4 separate regions of the Mus musculus genome follow, and all the other regions are linked to region 4. The links are chromatin contacts, called in public Hi-C and HiChIP or PLAC-seq maps. All regions are on one chromosome and are shown on one strand. The core of a region is the stretch at or near the end of the contact, and the rest is flanking DNA. Distances in the headings are between cores, read along the strand shown. Region 1 overlaps Sh3rf3 (SH3 domain containing ring finger 3). Region 2 overlaps Sh3rf3 (SH3 domain containing ring finger 3). Region 3 has its middle 9.3 kb from the start of Gm36257. Region 4 holds the start of Sh3rf3 (SH3 domain containing ring finger 3).

Region 1 (4,643 bases), core at 25-2,524, 320 kb before region 4:
CTTTCTTTTCTGTTATAAAAACTTCATGAAGCTGCTTCCACATTGGAACATAGTATTTTGGGAGACCTAAATCTGTGTTCCTGGGCCATGGACACACAACTTTGGCTCCATAATCACCCATTTGTGTTTGTGTGTCAGTACTGCTGCTGTCCAGGTTGGGAACGTCAGGGAATGTGATGTGAGGACTTCGGAGTCCTAGCACAGGTCTGGGCTGTCAGAGGCTTTTCCATCCCCAGAAGGATTTCCTTCAGAAAGAGTCCTGCACTGTGAACGTTAGGAGGGCTAGGCAAGGAGCCTAATTTTTTTTTTAAGTCCAAGACTCAGAGGGTCTCTGCAAGTACAAGAAGAGCTGGTCCAAACTCAGAAGCTGCAAAACGAGCGCCTGGCACAGGTCTGAGGGCCTGGAATCCGTCTCAGCTGCAGTTGTCCTAGCCTAGGGAGCTGGACCACACATCTTCAGTTCCTATCCAGGTATCACAGGGTCTCACAGCCACTCTCTCTCTACCGTTGTCCAGATGGAGACGTTGATCCCTTTAGGGGACTGTGCCAACTTGCCCCACAGTAGAATTGCCTGAGTAGAAAGCCTCAGTTGAAGAGCTGTCCTGATTGCCATGGATGCCGTGAGAAGGCCTGTCCACCCCAACCCTGGGCAGGGCTTTCAAGCAGCAGCCCAGATAAGAAGTGTCTCTGAGTGCTAGAGAGATGGCTCAGCAGTTAAGAGCACTGACTGCTCTTCCAGAGGTCCTGAGTTCAATTCCCAGCAACCGCATGGTGGCTCACAACCATCTGTAACGAGATCTGACGCCCTCTTCTGGTGTGTCTGAAGACAGTGACAGTGTACTCACATACATAAAATAAATAAATCTTAAAAAAAAAAGTGCATCTGAGAAGGAAACGCAGCTCATCCTTGGCTTGCTTGGCCTTTCCCCTTGTGCTGCTTTGATCTGCCCTGCTGCTGCTGAGTTCTTTGCTGATGAGAACGTGTGTGCATGTGCGCGCTTGCACACACACGTGTGTAAATGAGCTTAGACTCTCTGGTCATAAAGCTCTCACGGTTGAGCCTCTCCGCCAGCTGCTAGCCAGCTGTGGAATCATGAACAAGTTTCTTAGGCTTTTACAGAACATCAGTCACTTCATTAGGAAATAGGGACGCTGGACTAGGAAGGTTGAGAGGAGTCCAGTGGAGAATGCACACAACGTACTAGGAAATGCAGGCATGTATAAGCTACGTGCAGAGCTGAGTCCCTGGCATCCGCGACATTTCCCATCTGGCCTTCAACAGGAAGCCTGTGTGACTCCTGATCTAAACAGAGCCTTGTCTACCCGCTGCCTGGCACCGGGAGGTGTGGTCTCTGCGGTTAGCTGCTGTGTTCTCGGGCTCAGGTAACAAGTTACTGAGCAGTGGAGGACTAACAGAAATGCTGTCGTTGCTCTCTCAGGAATGTGTTTTTATTATTTAAGCAGTGTTCTAACTAGTAGAGACAGGGCAAAGTGGCACCTAGCACATCCCCTTAAGGCCTTCCAGGCTTTAGTTGCAAACTCAAGCATACCGATCCACTCACTAAGATAGATGCCCTACTACTTGGAAAGCTTGGACAGTCTATTAGCCCTTAGCCTGTGTCCCCAGCAGGTCTCATCTCTGCGGCTCAGTTTCTGTAAAACTCAAGATTGAATGAGTATTGGCGGTTCTGAATGGTTGGACCTAATAGACTATATATACCTTGAAGACAGCATAGAGTGACATTTCTTAATACCAAAATGTCACAGTGTTCTGAGGTTGAAATTTTTCTGGGTGAGTGGATGGGGCACAGGTCCACAGGGGGCTCTGAAGGTTGAAAACCCAGCGCTGAGCCAGGAGAGCCCTGTGCTCTGCCACAGTGGGCCTGACACTTCTTCAGGAATCACATATGAGCCCAAATTTAGGAAGCAGGAGGCCTGGGAATCAGCAATATGCCCCAGGCCTGGGAAAAGAGGGCCATCTGATAAACTTAATCCCTGGGAAAGCCCATTTTCCCCAGTCCCTAAGAAGCTTCCAGAACTCAGGTGTAAAGAGAGGCCACAGATACTATCCCTCACCTCCTTACCTCTCTCTGGGCAGTGGCTTAGGTTCAGGGCGAATGGAAGCCATGGACAGAGTTGCTTGCCGAGACGGGGACAAAGAGAAATTCAGATCCAAGGAGCCTGCTTTCCTGTGCAGTGGCTCCAACCCAATGGCACCCTGCATCTCACTCTCTATGGGGCAGGAACCTGCCCTGCCATGGACGGTCAATGGGGACACTTCGGGGCCCATGGCACCCTGAAGTGAGGTATCCATGGCCGACTGGGGGTCATGGGTTGGAGATACAGATGGCGGGGAGCGTGACTTCTTCTTGGTCGAGGCCCCAGCCAGCAGCTTCAGCAGGCCGCTCTTTTTCTCCTTCTGCAGAAACACACACAGTTAAACTGATGTTAGTGTCTAGAGGAGGACCAGCTTGTAGAATCCTTTAAAGACAGTCCTGTAAATCTAGTCAGAGGAAGATGGCAAAGGCAAGCCGGGAGGAGTGTCTCATGAGGCTAGCTCCCATGGAAGGGTTGCAGGCGAGGGGTCCTACAGGACAGGGCTCCTCATGGCAGGACCCACAGGAACTTCATGGGCGGGGTCAGAGGAACTCAGTCAGGGTGACTGCTTTGTTTTGCAGGGAAGATGTCCTACTGGGGCATCTCATGAATCTGGGCCACACTGTGGCCTGACTCTTCTGAGAGGAAAACCGTAGGACTCAGCGCAGCTGAAAGGGTAGTTACTCTACACAGGGCATCCAGACAGGCAGCCCCTCATCCAAGGATGAGTTGCAGCATGTGTCTTTGAGACAATGTTTGGAAGCCCTGGCTTTAAACTTTTCTCTGTTTAAACAAACAGCAGTGGAATATATACGTGCGTGCTTTTATGTATGTGAGCATATATGTGTGTGTGTGTGTGTGTATGCATATATGTGTATATGTTAAATATTCCTGGGAGATTGTGGGCCAGGAAGGAGCACTTGTCCCTAGCAATGTCCATAGTTTTAATTAAATATGTTTATTTAATCTAATGTATGTGTATATGTCTAATATATAAGTATATATAAACATATGTAGTATGTACATAGTGTGTATATATATACAATGTATATAGTATGTATATACAAACATAATATATATAGTATATATACAATGTATATAGTATGTATATGTAGTATGTATATACACATATAATGTATATAGTATATATATGTAGTTACATATAATATGTAGTACACATGTATATAATGTGTATATATATATATATATGTAGTGTGTATATATTTGTATATATCATGAATAATGTATATATACACATGGTTTATATAGTGCATGCATATATAAAAGTATGTATATATAGCATGTATATAATGTGTGTGTATCACATGTGATTTTAAGTCTCAAGATGATTAGTGTCTCAGATCTATCTCATCAGAAACTGAGGCAGGATTGTTTGAAGGCTTCTGGCTCTGCTGATGTGCAGTGTTGGGGGTGCCTTATTGTTGGAGTGGCTACCTGGACAGTGAGTGATCTCCCCCTTTAGCAGCCAGAGGGCCACGAAGCCACACCCAGGGGCTCCTTCAGCATCACTCTGAGCTCTGCACAGTCTCATGGCAGGTGATGGAGAGAAGCTACTGAGTATTATAAAGAACACTGGAAAGAAGCTGTGTCTATAGAGACTGAAGGAACAGAACTTCAGGACTGTGGAGAGATTACAATGTTGTAGGTCCAAAGGCTAATAGTTACCTTGGGCTAGTATAAATATCCGGAACAGCCATCCCTTGCCCACCTCCATGTCAGAACTAACATCCTGTGACCAAAGGATCCAAACTCTTGGAATCTATTAACTTAGCTGACCACTACTGTCCACAAACTCAAAGGCTAAGGATGTCATTGAATAGCATCTTAGCCCTATAGAAAAGCTTCCTCCATGTGCTATAGCCACCTCTCTCTCCTATATTCACTAATACATTTTAAACTTACCTTGATTTATGACTCTCCCTCTCTGTAAGATTATAACACTCCATGAAACTGCTTCCACATTGGAAGATGGACTTTAGGATAACCTAAATCTGTATTCCCAGGCATGATCGATCAGAATGGCTCCAGAATAAGCTATCCATGTTCCCTTTAAGTTGGGAGCTTTTAAGCTGTTCCTTTTAAGTTGTTTTTAAAAGAGGACAGGGACATGATAGAACAGCAACCTCCAGCCAGTTAACAGTCTATGTTATACCCTCCCTACACGAGCTGACTTTTCTTTCTTCCTTCCTTCCTATCCATGTCAGGCCAGAGTGGGGCCTGTAGCACTTAATGCTTGACCACCCTGCACTCACAGAGCCTAGCTTCCTCTTAGAGCCTTGCCTAAATTTCTTTTGCATTGTGCCAGGCCTGGGGAGCTGTATGGGAAATGAAAAACGAAAGCTTTAGTCACTGGTTATGTGCAGGCTTAGCTGGAGCATTCTGCCATGTCGTCTGGGGGCAGAGTGCTGCCAAGTTTGGGTATACACAGGCCATCCTATTGGTGCAGCCAGAGAGGGCAGTGTTCTCAGGAACAAACGGAGATGGTAAAGGAAGGCAGCAAGTCAGATGGCAGGACAGAAGGACTG
Region 2 (4,209 bases), core at 1,413-3,912, 290 kb before region 4:
CTATTATTTCAGTGGGCAGTACCCCTGGATATGGAGGGTGGCCAGATGTATGACTGAGTAGCAGTTTATAGCCATGCTCAGTAACTTAGCTAAATAATCAGGCTCTTGGAAGGAAATTTGAGAATGGTATGAGAGTAGCCCACTCTGGATAAAATAAGCAGTTATTTGTTCACTAAAGAACGGCCATAGCCACAGACATCAGTAATGAAGTGGATAGGATAGTCTGCTCTGTGTGGATACTAGGCAGCCTTTCTCTAGCCACCTCTCATTGACCAATGGGTTTGAGGGCAATGGAGGCAGGGATGGAGGTAGGTACGTGTGTATGAACACCATGGAATTGTGCTCACCAAGGACAACCTGGTTAGATTCACTGTTGACCTCAGGCAGCAGAGACTAACCCAGTACCTAATAAGGTACCATCCCTTGGGTAACTGATCAATGACCGGCAGGAGCAGTGCTTTCTCATTGGAGTAGACATGTTAGATATGGGCTCGTCTCTGCATAGCCGAGATGCACAGCTTCAGGCAATCAGGGAGGAAATGGGAATGGGACCAGCCACCACAACTCCCAGTGACTCTCATCCTTAGTCCAGCAGTTCTACTGAGGAGCAACCACCACTCCACTGAACTGCCAGCCAGTTCAGAATGCTTCAGCTCCCTTGAGGTCCCTGGATCTCGGGATCCCTGGATCTCTGACTCACTGGCATAGGGAGGGATTTTGATTCCAAGGGGACACAGTGGAGGATGAACCAGAACATGATTGGAACATAAGAGACACCGTAGAGCACTTGGTAATACCAGGCTATGTGGTTCAGGTCGGGGGCAGGGGTCTACAATGTCTCAGTGGAAGTAGTATTACAAATGGCAGAACCTCAGAGATATGGGTGTACCCCACCAGGCAAGGGAGCACAAAAAGGCAAGGTATTTCTTGTGTGCAAAGGAGATTCAGGTTGGGGACTATACGGATGGAGGTGACTGTGTGACATTTGCTGGGCCACGTGACCAGTTGCAGAGAGGAGGACAATCGTGGCAGGTACTTCCCTCCTGTTTTGTTATGAATGTGCATTGAGTCACAGATCTGCTTTCTTTCCCTTTGTCCCCTCTTGTCACACAATGTGAGATGTCAGCATTTGCCTATGTTAACTCTTACGTCCTAATGTTTCTGCTACAGAACGTTGAGGGCGCATCTTCCAAAGATGGCCGCCTCTTCTGGGTTAGTGGGTTTGGTTGCTCTCAGGTTTGGTTGCTCTCAAGAGCCCAGCTGCACCATGCTAAGCAGAGCCTGACCTTGCTATTGTCCTTGGTTGAGGACTCCCGGTGGCTTAGGGCAATTCTCGGTTGGTACCAGACAGAGAAGAGTGATTAGTTTGCTCAGGCTATGGCACACAGTTGTTTGGTCAAATGCTTGTTGGGATGTTTCTGTGATGGTAATTTGTAGATGTGGCTAAAAATCAACTAATTTAAAAACAATAACCGACTTTTAATCTCCTTTAGAAAATGACTTCAAGTATGTGTCTTGAATACAGTGGCATTCAACGCAGTCGGTTCAAAGTCTAAAGAGCAATCTAGGCTTCCTGAGGATAAAATTGTTTTTCCCTCAAATTGCAACAACAAATCCTGCCCAGGTTTTTTTAGTTTGTTCGTCGGCCTGCCCGACGGATTTCAGCTCTGCTCCACAGATTCTGAACTTCGCAGTCTCCGTAATTACATGCACTAAGTCCTTAAAACAAACAAGTTAGTGGTATCTTATCTATCAATAGATGGGTTAGTGGTATCAGACTATCCATCCATCTCCTACTGGTTTGGTGTCTCTGAGATGGTTGACTGATAGAAACAATTAATTCTCTTTATAGTATTTGCATGAGCAGAAAAAGACATTTCCCTTTTAAACATATTGATGTCTAGAGGACTGGTTAAGTGATATTAAAGTGAGGGACAAGTCAGGGGTGTGGTTAGAAACACAGCCACTGCTGCCAACCATAAGAGACGTCCTAGAGCCGTGGCACTTCCATAAAGTCCACAGAAGACCTCTGACAACATCTGTCTATCAAAAAGCATGGCGAATGTCTTATGTTGTGGCCTGGAAACAGATTAGCTTTCTGTTGTGGATGAGCATAGTTTCAGTTTTATAGATAAAAGATTGTTGAAATTAAAAAGGTACTCCAAGGATCTTTTTACCATAGTCTGCATTTTCCTCTGAAATTTCTGAAGCTGAGAGGTATTGGGAGACTTGTTTGGGGTCAGAGGTCAAAGCTGACATGAGGACTCTGGACTCCCGAACCCTGTCACAGTTGGCTGGGCTCCAGTGTCAGGAGTCCAGAGTCCTCATGTCAGCTTTGACCATTTTAATGAGGTACCTAAAGGCCGTAAGGTTTAGCCAATAAACTCCCTGTTCCAGACACTCATCCCTGCAAGAGGACCTCAGGTCCACCCTGAGAAAGTGGAATACGGTTTTATTCATCATCACTCTCCATCATGACAATAAATGCCTTAAAACCATGGACTATCTCTTTTCATCGGGATTCCCTGTGGGGAGCAATGGAACAGGCCTTTGCCTAAAGAGCCGGCTGTCTAATCTCCCACAGAAGGCCTCTCAGTGCTCCCAGCCACAGCTTCTGCCAAGCCAAGCTGCCCACTGAGCAAGCCAAGGACTCTCTTCCCCCCACAGGACCCAGCTGGAGCTCTCCCCTCTTTCCCCTTCAACCCTGGGCTAGATCCAGCCTGTGGGCTCCCACTCTGTTCTCAGAGGTGCCTGGGTGTCCAAGAGTCTGAGAATCTGACATCCCTGGTCTCCATGCAGGTCCGGAGATCCCCCAAGCCAATTACGGCAGTCCCCAGGACCTCAGACTTCACTCCCCCAGCCCCAGAGTGGGGTCCCATGGCTTTCCATAGTCCTACACCTGCCCAGCACTGATGTGGGGTAAGCGCAGTCAAAACTTCCTGTGTCCCACCTCCACGAGCCCGAGTCCCGAGAGGATGCAGGACACCCTATTAACCCCACACTTATCTGCACCCTGATGCTGGTCTCTGGAATCTGATTCCATGGGCTCGTCATGTGACTCTGTTGCCTCTCCTCCCCTCCCCCCATCCTTGGTCCATGTCATGTGGCCAGTAGCTGCTTTAGCCCTACATTCTGGACCGAAGCCGTGGTGAGGAGCGACAGGCTAACAAAGGCTGGCTCAACAGGTACAGATGCCACCCAGTATTAGCTGGTAGCAGGCAGCACTACCTGTCCCACAAGTTACACAGGAGGTTTGGGGACAAGGAACTAGAAACGTTTACTAATACTGCCAGACTGCCCCTGGTTTGCTCTCAGTAGCTGGAAAGGCTGACGGATTGCATCTGAGGGAAAACTGTCTTCTGAGCGCAAAGGGCTGTCCCCCCCACCTCCGCCCTCTTCCTGCAGCCAGCCAGCAAGTCTCTGAACAAGTGCAGCAAGGCAGAAGGCAACAGATTAACAACTGAATTGATTTTCAAGCACACATGGGCACAAAACACAGCATCCATACTTGACTTCACAGGGTGGGTGCCACCCTGGTTTTATCAGCCTCTTTCTACCCAGCCCACACATTGATGGAGGCAGCAGAGAGTGTAACCCGTGGTGATGAGTTTGGACCAGTGCTGGGGTGTACCTAGGTTCTAGAGGGAGAGGGGTCTGAAAGTTCTTGGAAGCTGATGAGTGGATTTAAAAATTAGGGCTGGGGATGTCCCTCAAGGGGGCTGTCCTCACCTCAAACACGTGAGATACACAGGATGCTTAGGAAACCCTATAGAAACATCTTCAAACAGCCACAGAACGTGGGAAAACCAAGTTGCCTGCCAAACACAACTGACAGACAATCTTAGACATCCTAGCAGCAAGACTGGAGTGCCTTGAAACATTTTTTGGATAGTGCATTTGATAGAAGATGCACCTGACCTTTAAATTTTATATTAAGCTTAAAGCTACGGCTACTAGAACATTCTCCATTCACTTTGTGGCTTGTGTTTTGCACTGATTTGTAAGTGGAGTGTGACCCTGGCTACTCCTCCCCTTGCTCCTAGCCACCAGGGCCAGCCCATCGACTCCAATCTTCTATAAAATACAAGAATAGCTGAAAATGGTTTCCATACCCACTACCAGGCTGGTGTCCTCCTGTTTTTCTCTTTCAGTTTTTTTTTTTTTCCAAGAAAGAAGCCCTTCCCATATGGCTGAACAGGTTGCAAACTG
Region 3 (4,372 bases), core at 584-3,083, 430 kb before region 4:
ACAGAGATTTGCCTGCCTCTGCTTTCTGAGTGTGTGGGACCATGAAAGGCAGCATGTTTTCTGGTTGAGCTAGGTTTAAACCCTGGAGACTCAGCGGGTGTTCCTGAAAGGGACGGAAGGTGTCTGCCACACCCCCAGACACTAGGCTCCTGACAGGGAGGCATCAGCTCCATAATTCTGTGGAGTAGAATTCAGTCATGTAGGGCAATGCCCCAAGCCCCTGGTATTCTGTCTGGACTCCACCATCCCACAGTTACCTGGCAACAGCCACGTAGGTCTGGCCCACTATAAAAGGGGCTGCTTGCCCCCTCCTCCCTCTCTTACTCTCTTACTTTCTTACTCTTGCCTCTCTCTCTTGCCCTCTTGCAACCACTTTTTCTGCATTCCCTCTCCCTCCCTTCCATGTGGCCATGTCTGGCCTCTACTTCTCTACTTTCTCCCTCTCTCTGCCTTTCTCTGCCTCTACTACCCTCTTAGTTTCCCTTCCCAGACACTCCTCCCTGCAAAAGGTACTTAACCCCAGGCCCCTGAGAAGGTGAGGTAAGGTTTCACTCAACACAGCTCTCTTCTGTCATGACAATAAACAACTTAAAACCATGGACTGCCTCTTCTAATCCGAATCAGACATGCTGGAGCAATGGAGCAGGTCTTCCTTTAAAGAGCCCAGCAAGTAATCTCCCGCAGGAGGCCTCCCTGTACTCTCAGACACAGCTTCCATTGAGCCAAGCAGCCACTGAGCAAGCCAGAGACACTCTCATCCCGGTGGGACCAGCTGGAGTGCTCTCCTCCTCCCGCCCTCTTTTCTTTGGCCCCAGGCTAGAGCCTGCCCGCCTGCAGACCCCCCCCCCCCCACTCTGTTCTCAGCGCTTCTGTGACATCCAGAGGCTTCTGAGGTGCCCAGGAGTTTGAGAACCTGTCGTCTTTGGCCTCCGTGCAAGCCCCTGGGGACCCTAGTGGCGTCTGTGGTGCCTGAGAGTCTGAGCCAACTCTGGCAATTCCGTGGGGACCTCAGACTGTGCCTTACCACCCCCGGAGCGGAGTCCTGAGGCTTCTCACAGCGATGCCCGCCTAGCGTGGGGTGCACGCAGTCAAACTCCCTGCATCCACCTCTATGAGCAGCCCTAGCCCTGTGGCAGGCCAGGCGTGGGGCACCATTTTAACCCACATGAGTGCTGAGATTAAAGCTATCTGCCTGAGGGCCACAGTTCTTAAAAAAAAAATTAAATCTTTATCAGTGGTGGTGGTACACTCACAGCACTCAGAAGACAGCAGCAGAGGCAGGTGGATCTCTGAGTTCAAGGCCAGTCTGGTATTCAGAGCAAGTTCCCCAGGACAGCCAGGGCAGAGAAACCCTGTCTCAAAAACCAAACCAAACCAAATCAACCAACCAACCAACTAGCCAACCAACCAACTAGCCAACCAACCATCTTCATTATGTTAGACATGGCATCTGACTTTAATCTCAGTTCTCCTGTGGCAGAGGCAGGTAGATCTCTGGATTCAAAGCCAGACTGGTCTACAGAATGAGTTCCAGGAGAGCCAGGGCTATAAAACAGAAAGACCCTGTTTCAAAAAAAGGTGACTTGGTTGAAGTCCTGGAAGCAGTATTTATCCTGTGCTTAGTAACTATGCCAGCTCACAGCTCATGACTCAGGACACCATTGCACAGCTGGGTGGAGCAAGGGAGTTGCCAGAGCAGTGTCCTACCAAACGGCCATGTGACAGATTAATGAATCAGTGTTTACATGTTCCCCAACCACCTTGTCTCCCTTGCAGTCCTTACAGCTGTCCTTCCTGTAGGTCCAGGTATCTGAGCCAACTTGTTCTAGTGCTTGTTCCCTGATCCTGTCCCTCCCACCTGGCCAAGTTCCAAAATCTCTCTTCAAAGTCCACCTCCCACACAGTGGCAGCCAGTAGCATTACACAGCTCTCTTGTTGGTGAGTCTGAATACCGTCTTTGTATTTCAGATCTCACTCCCTAATAACTTGTGGGCTCCTGGAGACCGGAGTAGGTAGTATTCAACAGTGGTATTATGTTCAGATCCTTGCTTCACACCCTCTGAGGATGGCTGTATGATAGGACATTGTCACAGGCATGGATCTGAATCCCAGGCCACCTACTGAAGCATTTAGGTTCTTGAGTGCCACAGCAAAGAATTAGATCAAGGACAGGTGATTAGAAACAGAAACAGGCTGGGCGGTGGCGCACGCCTTTAATCCCAGCACTTGGGAGGCAGAGGCAGGCAAATTTCTGAGTTCGAGGACAGCCTGGTCTACAGAGTGAGTTCCAGGACAGCCAAGGCTATACAGAGAAACCCTGTCTCAAAAAACAAACAAACAAAGAAACAGAAATAGTTTGTCAAGAAAGGGAAAATACTCCCAGCACCGAGAGGTAGAGGCGAGTGGATTGCTGTGAGTTTGAGGACAGCCTGGTTTACAGGACTAGTTATAGGGCAGCCAGGGCCACACAAGGAAACTCAGGAAGGAAGCAAGGAATGAAGGAAGGAAGGAAAGAAAAACACACCTCATAATGAAAGTAAACTAACAAATAAGGGTAACGCTCCCCAAAAGCATGTGGCTACAAGCCATGTGACCCTATGTAGGACATTTGTATAGGATTCACCTCACTCATGTTTATATATTTTGGGCTTTTCTGGAGAATGTTCTTTTTGTTGTATGAGAACAAGATAGGGAAGGGCTTTCAGTATTTCTCTGCCTCTGGCTTGCTTATTTATTTGTTTAATTTATTTATTTACTATGAGTCCTCTGTCTTCACACACACCAGAAGAGGGCATCAGATCCCATTGCAGATGGTTGTGAGCCACCATGCAGGTGGTGAGAATTGAACTCAGGACCTCTGGAAGACCTCTTGGCCACTGAACCATTCCTCAAACCCCACCATTGGCTTCTTTAATACATTACTCACGGGTGTAACTTACATCTGGTTTCCTACTACAATCCAACCCCATCCCCAAAGTCTTTGGGGAGAGTGGAGAGATGATGATCTTGCTTAAACCTTGTATTTTAAGATTACAAAACTATGACCTACCTTTAGGATATGTAACAATTTCAAACTCAAACTCCACGTAATTCAAGGATTCCAAACAACTCTTCTTATGGAAAATCCAACACCTGGTGTCTGTATCCAACAGATAAAATAGGGACAGTCTTGTGGTCCCTTTTAGGTAGGGACTATGAGTCTCACCAGCAGAGCAGTACATATAGACTATTGACTGATTGTTGTCATGCTCCTGCATCTCAAGGTAGAGAGGATGGTGGGTGACTATAAGGAATCATTTGTACCTACTGTCAATCAATTATAGAGGTGGGGCTAAAAATAACCAAAGATAATTTGGCTTGGAATCTGTAACATTCCAATTCTCCATAGTCAAAGAAAGGCTACAAATCATTCAATCAACTGTGTATAGAATATTTAACACAGGGCTGGCTCTCCTCTGGGAATTTAGGTTCACAAAAGAGCACTGTGATTCTGATTTGTGCCTATGAGAAAAGAACTTGAGAGAAAAAAGTGAAAATCAATTTATATCCTAGGACTGAATAGAAAGACTAATTTAAAAATGAAGGGAGGCAAGAAGGGAAGGAAGAGTGCTTGTCTTTGGCGTCTGTATAAGGGTTGGAAAAATCACTGAAGGCTCAGATAGAATGCAAAGACAAAAAGCATTTATTCTGCAGAAACAACCAGCTTGTGGGGCTCAACCATTCTCTAAAATGGCAACCCCAGACAAAGCAGCACAGGCCTTCTTATACAGAACTGGGGGAACTCTCTAGAAGGATTAGGTAATCTAAAATTTTATTGGTGGGTGCTGGGGGGTGGGGGGTCACAGGTGGATAATGGTCTGCTTTCCTATGCCATGAGCTTTTAACCATAGGATGACATAGGGCTGCCCAGCACAGATGGTCCATTCAGAGATTTGATATTGCCCCATTTTTGTGGTTATCCTCAGATGACCTTGTTTCTGGGTTTTATGGTTCCTGGAGTTGGTGATTATGGCCTTCTTTTTAAAATCAGGCCTGGTCCTTAAATGGAGACAAATGGGGTTTATGTCATACTTTCATCTGATGTGTGTGTTAGTTACTTTCTGGCCCATAGAACAAAATGACCAAAAGCATTCTATAGAACAAAGTTTATTTGGGCTTATGTCTGAGAGAGAGAGAGAGAGAGAGAGAGAGAGAGAGAGAGAGAGAGAGAGGCAGTGAAAATATTGTGGTGGTTTGAATATGCTTGGCCCATTGGAAGAGGCACTATTAGGAGGTGTGGCCGTGTGGGAGGAAGTACATCACTGTGGGGGTGGGTCTTAAAGCTCCTTCTGGTGCTGGAGAATAAGTTTCTCCTGGCTGCAGTCATATCAAG
Region 4 (4,186 bases), core at 1,414-3,913:
AATCATAGCTCCAAAAGTCATTTAATTACCGAAGCAGGAGGAAGCAACAAACAGATCTTGCAAATACAAGTCTTTAATTCTGATGTTAGATTAAAAGCAACATGGGCAAGAAAGAAAAGTTTCACAATATGTACACATTAATAAGTGGATATTAGCCCAAAACCTAGGATACCCAAGATATAAGATACAATTTCCTAAACACATGAAACTCAAGAAAAATGAAGACTGAAGTGTGGACACTATGCCCCTCCTTAGAAGTGGGAACAAAACACCCTTGGAAGGAGTTACAGAGACAAAGTTTGGAGCTGAGATGAAAGGATGGACCATGTAGAGACTGCCATATCCAGGGATCCACCCCATAATCAGCATCCAAACGCTGACACCATTGCATACACTAGCAAGATTTTATCGAAAGTTCCCAGATGTAGCTGTCTCTTGTGAGACTATGCTGGGGCCTAGCAAACACAGAAGTGGATGCTCACAGTCAGCTAATGGATGGATCACAGGGCTCCCAATGGAGGAGCTAGAGAAAGTACCCAAGGAGCTAAAGGGATCTGCAACCCTATAGGTGGAACAACATTATGAACTAACCAGTACCCCGGAGCTCTTGACTCTAGCTGCATATGTATCAAAAGATGGCCTAGTCGGCCATCACTGGAAAGAGAGGCCCATTGGACACGCAAACTTTATATGCCCCAGTACAGGGGAACGCCAGGGCCAAAAAGGGGGAGTGGGTGGGTAGGGGAGTGGGGGTGGGTGGGTATGGGGGACTTTTGGTATAGCATTGGAAATGTAAATGAGCTAAATACCTAATTAAAAATGGAAAAGGAAAAAAAAAGAAAAGTTTCTGAACTTCCAATGAAGCAAATGGCTAGATTTAATCACAATTAAAAGCCAAATTTCAATTTTGATCCTTCAGTGACCATCCTAAGAAGGCATGCATACTCCTTGCATGTCTTTGCCGACCCTCTCTTCCTGATCCATAGAAAACTCAAATTCAGCCATCCACAAAACGTCCTCCAGCAAAAACAGAAGTCGTGAAGTCTATATAATGCGGCCGTGCTAAATCTAATAACGAAAATTAAAAACAACTGTCCACCTGGGAAAGCAACCCTGCTTAAGAGCCCACAAGCAAAGCTTGACTAGAGAGTGCCAAGCCTAAGAGTAAGACAGAGTAAGTGTTCCTGAAGATTTTAGGCGAAGTCCTTCTTTCTGGGGCAGCTGTAGTTACTCTCCGGGCAATGTCTGCCACTTTGCCCTCTCCCCTGTCCTCCACGGCTAAGCAGCAAGAGACTGCTAACTCCCGGTCAGCGATCAGAACCAGTGAACCATTAAGCAATAAGTCCCCAATTGGTGGTCTGAGAGGGAAGAGCAGGACTGAGGAGGTGTGGCAAAAGATGGTTGTTTCTGGAGAATTGGAGGGGTGATCAAAGTTAAAGATAGATGAGTGGATGGATGTATGGATCAACAGACAGACATACAGGACCGGCCAGCCTAGTCAAAATGGAAGTGGTAGAGAACGGCAGGACAGATGGCATGTCCACCTAATGAGAGGATGGGTTCTGCCTCACATATGAACAGGTTTGGGGGAGAAGATGTAAGGACTGAGCTTGGAAAGCGACTTAAGGTGCCCACAAGAAGTTTGAAGTAAGGATGTGGGGCAGAGGAATGTATGTGATGGGATGTAGTCAAGAACTGGTAAAGTAGGAACTGACAGCTAGGCAGAGTCCCTGGGAAACAGAGAAGTTGTTAAAGAAGAATAAAACAAACGAGTGGGCCACGGGGATCCACGGCTAGTCCCTCTACTTCTAATCACAAACTACTTGCACATACACGTGCGGACAAGCTTACACATTCCCACACAGTGGCGCCATGTCACTGGGATACATTCTTACCTTAGCCACTGGCACACTCCTATTAGTCGCCACGTCGCACAAACTGGAGGTAGAGCTGCCTGCGGCCGCTGAGAGAAAGACCGGAGAACACGGGGGACTGCCTGTCGCCCCTCCAGCGCCACCAGCGAGCGCTGAGAACGTACCGGGGCCCGGGCGCGCGGGAGGGCTGCTCCCCGGGCTGGCACCCGTGCGGGGCCTCTGGCGGATGCCATCCAGCAGGCGCACTAGCAGTATGTTGGCGGGCAGCTCGTCCACACCGCAGCCCACCAGGATGCGGCACTCGGGACAACGTAGTTCGTGGCGCGAGCACACGATGCTCTCCAGACAGCGTCGGCAGAAGGTGTGCTGGCATGGCAACACCTTGGCCGTAGTGTCCAGGCGCTCCAGGCACACAGAGCATTCCAGCAAATCCAGCAGCGATGATTCGTCCATATCCTCTTCAGTCCTCGCCTGGGCCCCCCTCTGCTGCTCACCCTGCCTGTCCTCGCCCTCGCCCCGAGCTGCGGTGGCCGCCGCCTTGGACGCGCACAGCCAGGACGCCCCAAGCAGCATGGGGGAGGCGCCAGCGCGGGCCCAGCGAGCCGCCTAAGTCTAGCAGCCAGAGCCCGGCCCGCCGAGGAGAGCGGGCATTTGCGCCTAGCCCGGGCAGTCGCCGTCAATAAACAGGGTTCGGTCCCCGCGCGGCGCGTGCTGACAGCCCGAGGCACTAGCCTCCACGATTTGCAAAGTGACACGCCGAGCCTGCCCGCGAGGCAGGCACCGGAGTTCCGGAGCCCCGAGGCAACTCCAGCCAGCCGAGCCCAATCAGCCTACGCGCGCGCACCGCCGCTGCGGGCAACACCTGTGCTGCCGCGCCGCCCGCGCCCGGGAGCCCAGCAGCGGGGAGTGCAGGGAGAGGCCGGCCAGGTCCCCAGGGAGACCGGGGCGCGGCGTGCACGCTCCCCCGCGCCGCAGGCGAGCCGCACCGCCCCCCTCGGCGCCTCCATGCGCCCTCGGGCTGCCAGAGCACCGCCGCCTTGCTCAACTAGCTCAGCCGGATCTCGTCCCTGGGTCGCGGGACCATGTGCGGGGGACGCGCAGAGGTCACAGTCACTGCGGGGGTGTTGGGAAACGGACACCTCTCCTGCCTTGGAGCTTCTCCCTTTAGGCCACCTCCGGGGCTCCGGAGAACTTCCCCTGCGCAGGCTTGGCCCTGTCCCCTCTGGACGCCAGACTCTGGATTCTCCGCGAGCTTCAGGAAGGGACGTTTCTTCTCAACGCCTCCGCGAAGGAAAGTTTGGGAGCATCATCCCGACTGCTTTCTTAGCCAGCGCTGGAGAGCAGCCGGAGGACGCATCAGACACCCAGGCATCCTTCTGGACGACTCCAGGGAGCACTCTTGCTTGTGTCCCCTCTCCTGCCAGCATGCCCAAGTGACAGCTGTGGGTATAGGTGCGGGGGTGTCCCTTGAGGCGAGAAGGGAAGTCGCTGGAGATGGCCGGGTCGGGGGCTGCCGGGGCCGCGACTACTCCTTCGGGAAGCCGGCTGCCCTCTCCAGAATCACTGATGTGTGACTGACGCCGCCGCCCACGCGCCAGCACACCCTGGCCGAGCGCCGCGCCCCTGGCGGCGCGGTGAAAGACTCCAGCGCCCGCTCTGGTGAGCTCTGATGAACCCAGCTCCAAATATTCCTCGGGAGGCTCAAAAGAGGGGGAATGTGCGCTCCTTCCCGATGCCCGGGGTTCTGGGAGCGTCAGAGCGACGGAAGTACGTACGAGGACCTGGAGCAGCAGGGAAGTTTGGCGGTGGGCTGCGGTCGGTGTACAAGATTTCTTACCGTGTGCTGCCCCCTGGTGGGCCCCTCGTGTTCCCAACGCTCTCGAGCCCCGCACAGGCAAAGGTCCAGAAAGCTGGATGATGCACAGCTGGGAGATGCCAGGGCAAGCATCCAAAGTGGTGTGGATGCCCCTCCTGCCGGTTGGGCTGCCCTGTTGTTTGTGAAGCTGAATGTCACTTTTCTTCGTTTTTAGGGAGAAAAAAATTTTGCTGATACTTAAATGCCAACATAATATCTGCATTGTTTTAATGCTCTTAAACAACCCTGTGAAATAATTGCTTTAACTTCATTACACGGGTAAGGAAATTGATTCTCATTATTATGAAGCCATTTTATTAAATGTGGTTTTTGTGACCACAGAACCCAAATGCAAAAAGACCACATGGTAGCAGAGCGGTTGCCTATAAGCCACGTGTCCCTTACAGTGTAGTAGTATCTTCCACACGGCGTGTTTAGTAAATATCCATTGAATGAT

Evidence for each region. Hi-C and Micro-C count contacts between places; a contact is called where the count stands out from the background. HiChIP or PLAC-seq counts read pairs in DNA pulled down with a chosen protein or histone mark.
Region 1: a contact with region 4 is called in an H3K4me3 HiChIP or PLAC-seq map of forebrain, with 6 times the contacts expected there. The contact joins the enhancer-like site here to the promoter of Sh3rf3 in region 4. A contact is called at or near these places in 20 of 39 promoter capture datasets (the 3T3-L1 cell line, 3T3-L1-derived adipocytes, the SN4741 cell line and 11 more), 2 of 15 datasets of contacts at CTCF or cohesin (the NIH/3T3 cell line and embryonic stem cells), 92 of 484 Hi-C or Micro-C datasets (the 3T3-L1 cell line, the C2C12 cell line, LSK cells and 49 more), 22 of 115 datasets of contacts at active chromatin or transcription factors (the NIH/3T3 cell line, PVALB interneurons, SST interneurons and 15 more) and 3 of 9 other capture datasets (adipose tissue, embryonic stem cells and embryonic tail).
Region 2: a contact with region 4 is called in an H3K27ac HiChIP or PLAC-seq map of VIP interneurons, with 7 times the contacts expected there. The contact joins the enhancer-like site here to the promoter of Sh3rf3 in region 4. A contact is called at or near these places in 13 of 39 promoter capture datasets (the 3T3-L1 cell line, cranial neural crest, embryonic stem cells and 6 more), 2 of 15 datasets of contacts at CTCF or cohesin (the NIH/3T3 cell line and embryonic stem cells), 34 of 484 Hi-C or Micro-C datasets (the HL-1 cell line, the STO cell line, Sertoli cells and 18 more), 20 of 115 datasets of contacts at active chromatin or transcription factors (the NIH/3T3 cell line, SST interneurons, VIP interneurons and 12 more) and 2 of 9 other capture datasets (adipose tissue and embryonic stem cells).
Region 3: a contact with region 4 is called in a Hi-C map of epidermal suprabasal cells, with 4 times the contacts expected there. The contact joins the enhancer-like site here to the promoter of Sh3rf3 in region 4. A contact is called at or near these places in 9 of 39 promoter capture datasets (the HPC-7 cell line, cranial neural crest, embryonic stem cells and 5 more), 1 of 15 datasets of contacts at CTCF or cohesin (the NIH/3T3 cell line), 1 of 484 Hi-C or Micro-C datasets (epidermal suprabasal cells), 4 of 115 datasets of contacts at active chromatin or transcription factors (embryonic basal ganglia, embryonic forebrain, embryonic midbrain and 1 more) and 1 of 9 other capture datasets (embryonic stem cells).

Annotation. Positions count from the first base shown.
Region 1 is chr10:59,128,747-59,133,389 of GRCm38.p6, reverse strand. It overlaps Sh3rf3 (SH3 domain containing ring finger 3), which reads right to left. Exons shown (of 10, transcript NM_172788.3): 9 at 2,085-2,419. Among named protein-coding and RNA genes, the nearest start is that of Gm23223, 65 kb to the left of the region's middle. Within about 2 kb of position 1,274, at least 42 of the 459 cell types and tissues checked have an H3K27ac peak or open chromatin away from gene starts, as enhancers often do. A contact at or near this core is called in LSK cells, PVALB interneurons, SST interneurons and 9 more, where this site is marked.
Region 2 is chr10:59,104,939-59,109,147 of GRCm38.p6, reverse strand. The region is part of intron 8 of Sh3rf3 (SH3 domain containing ring finger 3); the gene reads right to left. Among named protein-coding and RNA genes, the nearest start is that of Gm23223, 89 kb to the left of the region's middle. Within about 2 kb of position 2,662, at least 4 of the 459 cell types and tissues checked have an H3K27ac peak or open chromatin away from gene starts, as enhancers often do. A contact at or near this core is called in VIP interneurons and hippocampal neurons, where this site is marked.
Region 3 is chr10:59,238,797-59,243,168 of GRCm38.p6, reverse strand. No RefSeq gene overlaps it. Among named protein-coding and RNA genes, the nearest start is that of Gm36257, 9.3 kb to the left of the region's middle. Within about 2 kb of position 1,833, at least 92 of the 459 cell types and tissues checked have an H3K27ac peak or open chromatin away from gene starts, as enhancers often do. A contact at or near this core is called in epidermal suprabasal cells, where this site is marked.
Region 4 is chr10:58,811,836-58,816,021 of GRCm38.p6, reverse strand. Sh3rf3 (SH3 domain containing ring finger 3) reads right to left here and starts at 2,663. Exons shown (of 10, transcript NM_172788.3): 1 at 1,896-2,663. The coding sequence starts at 2,447.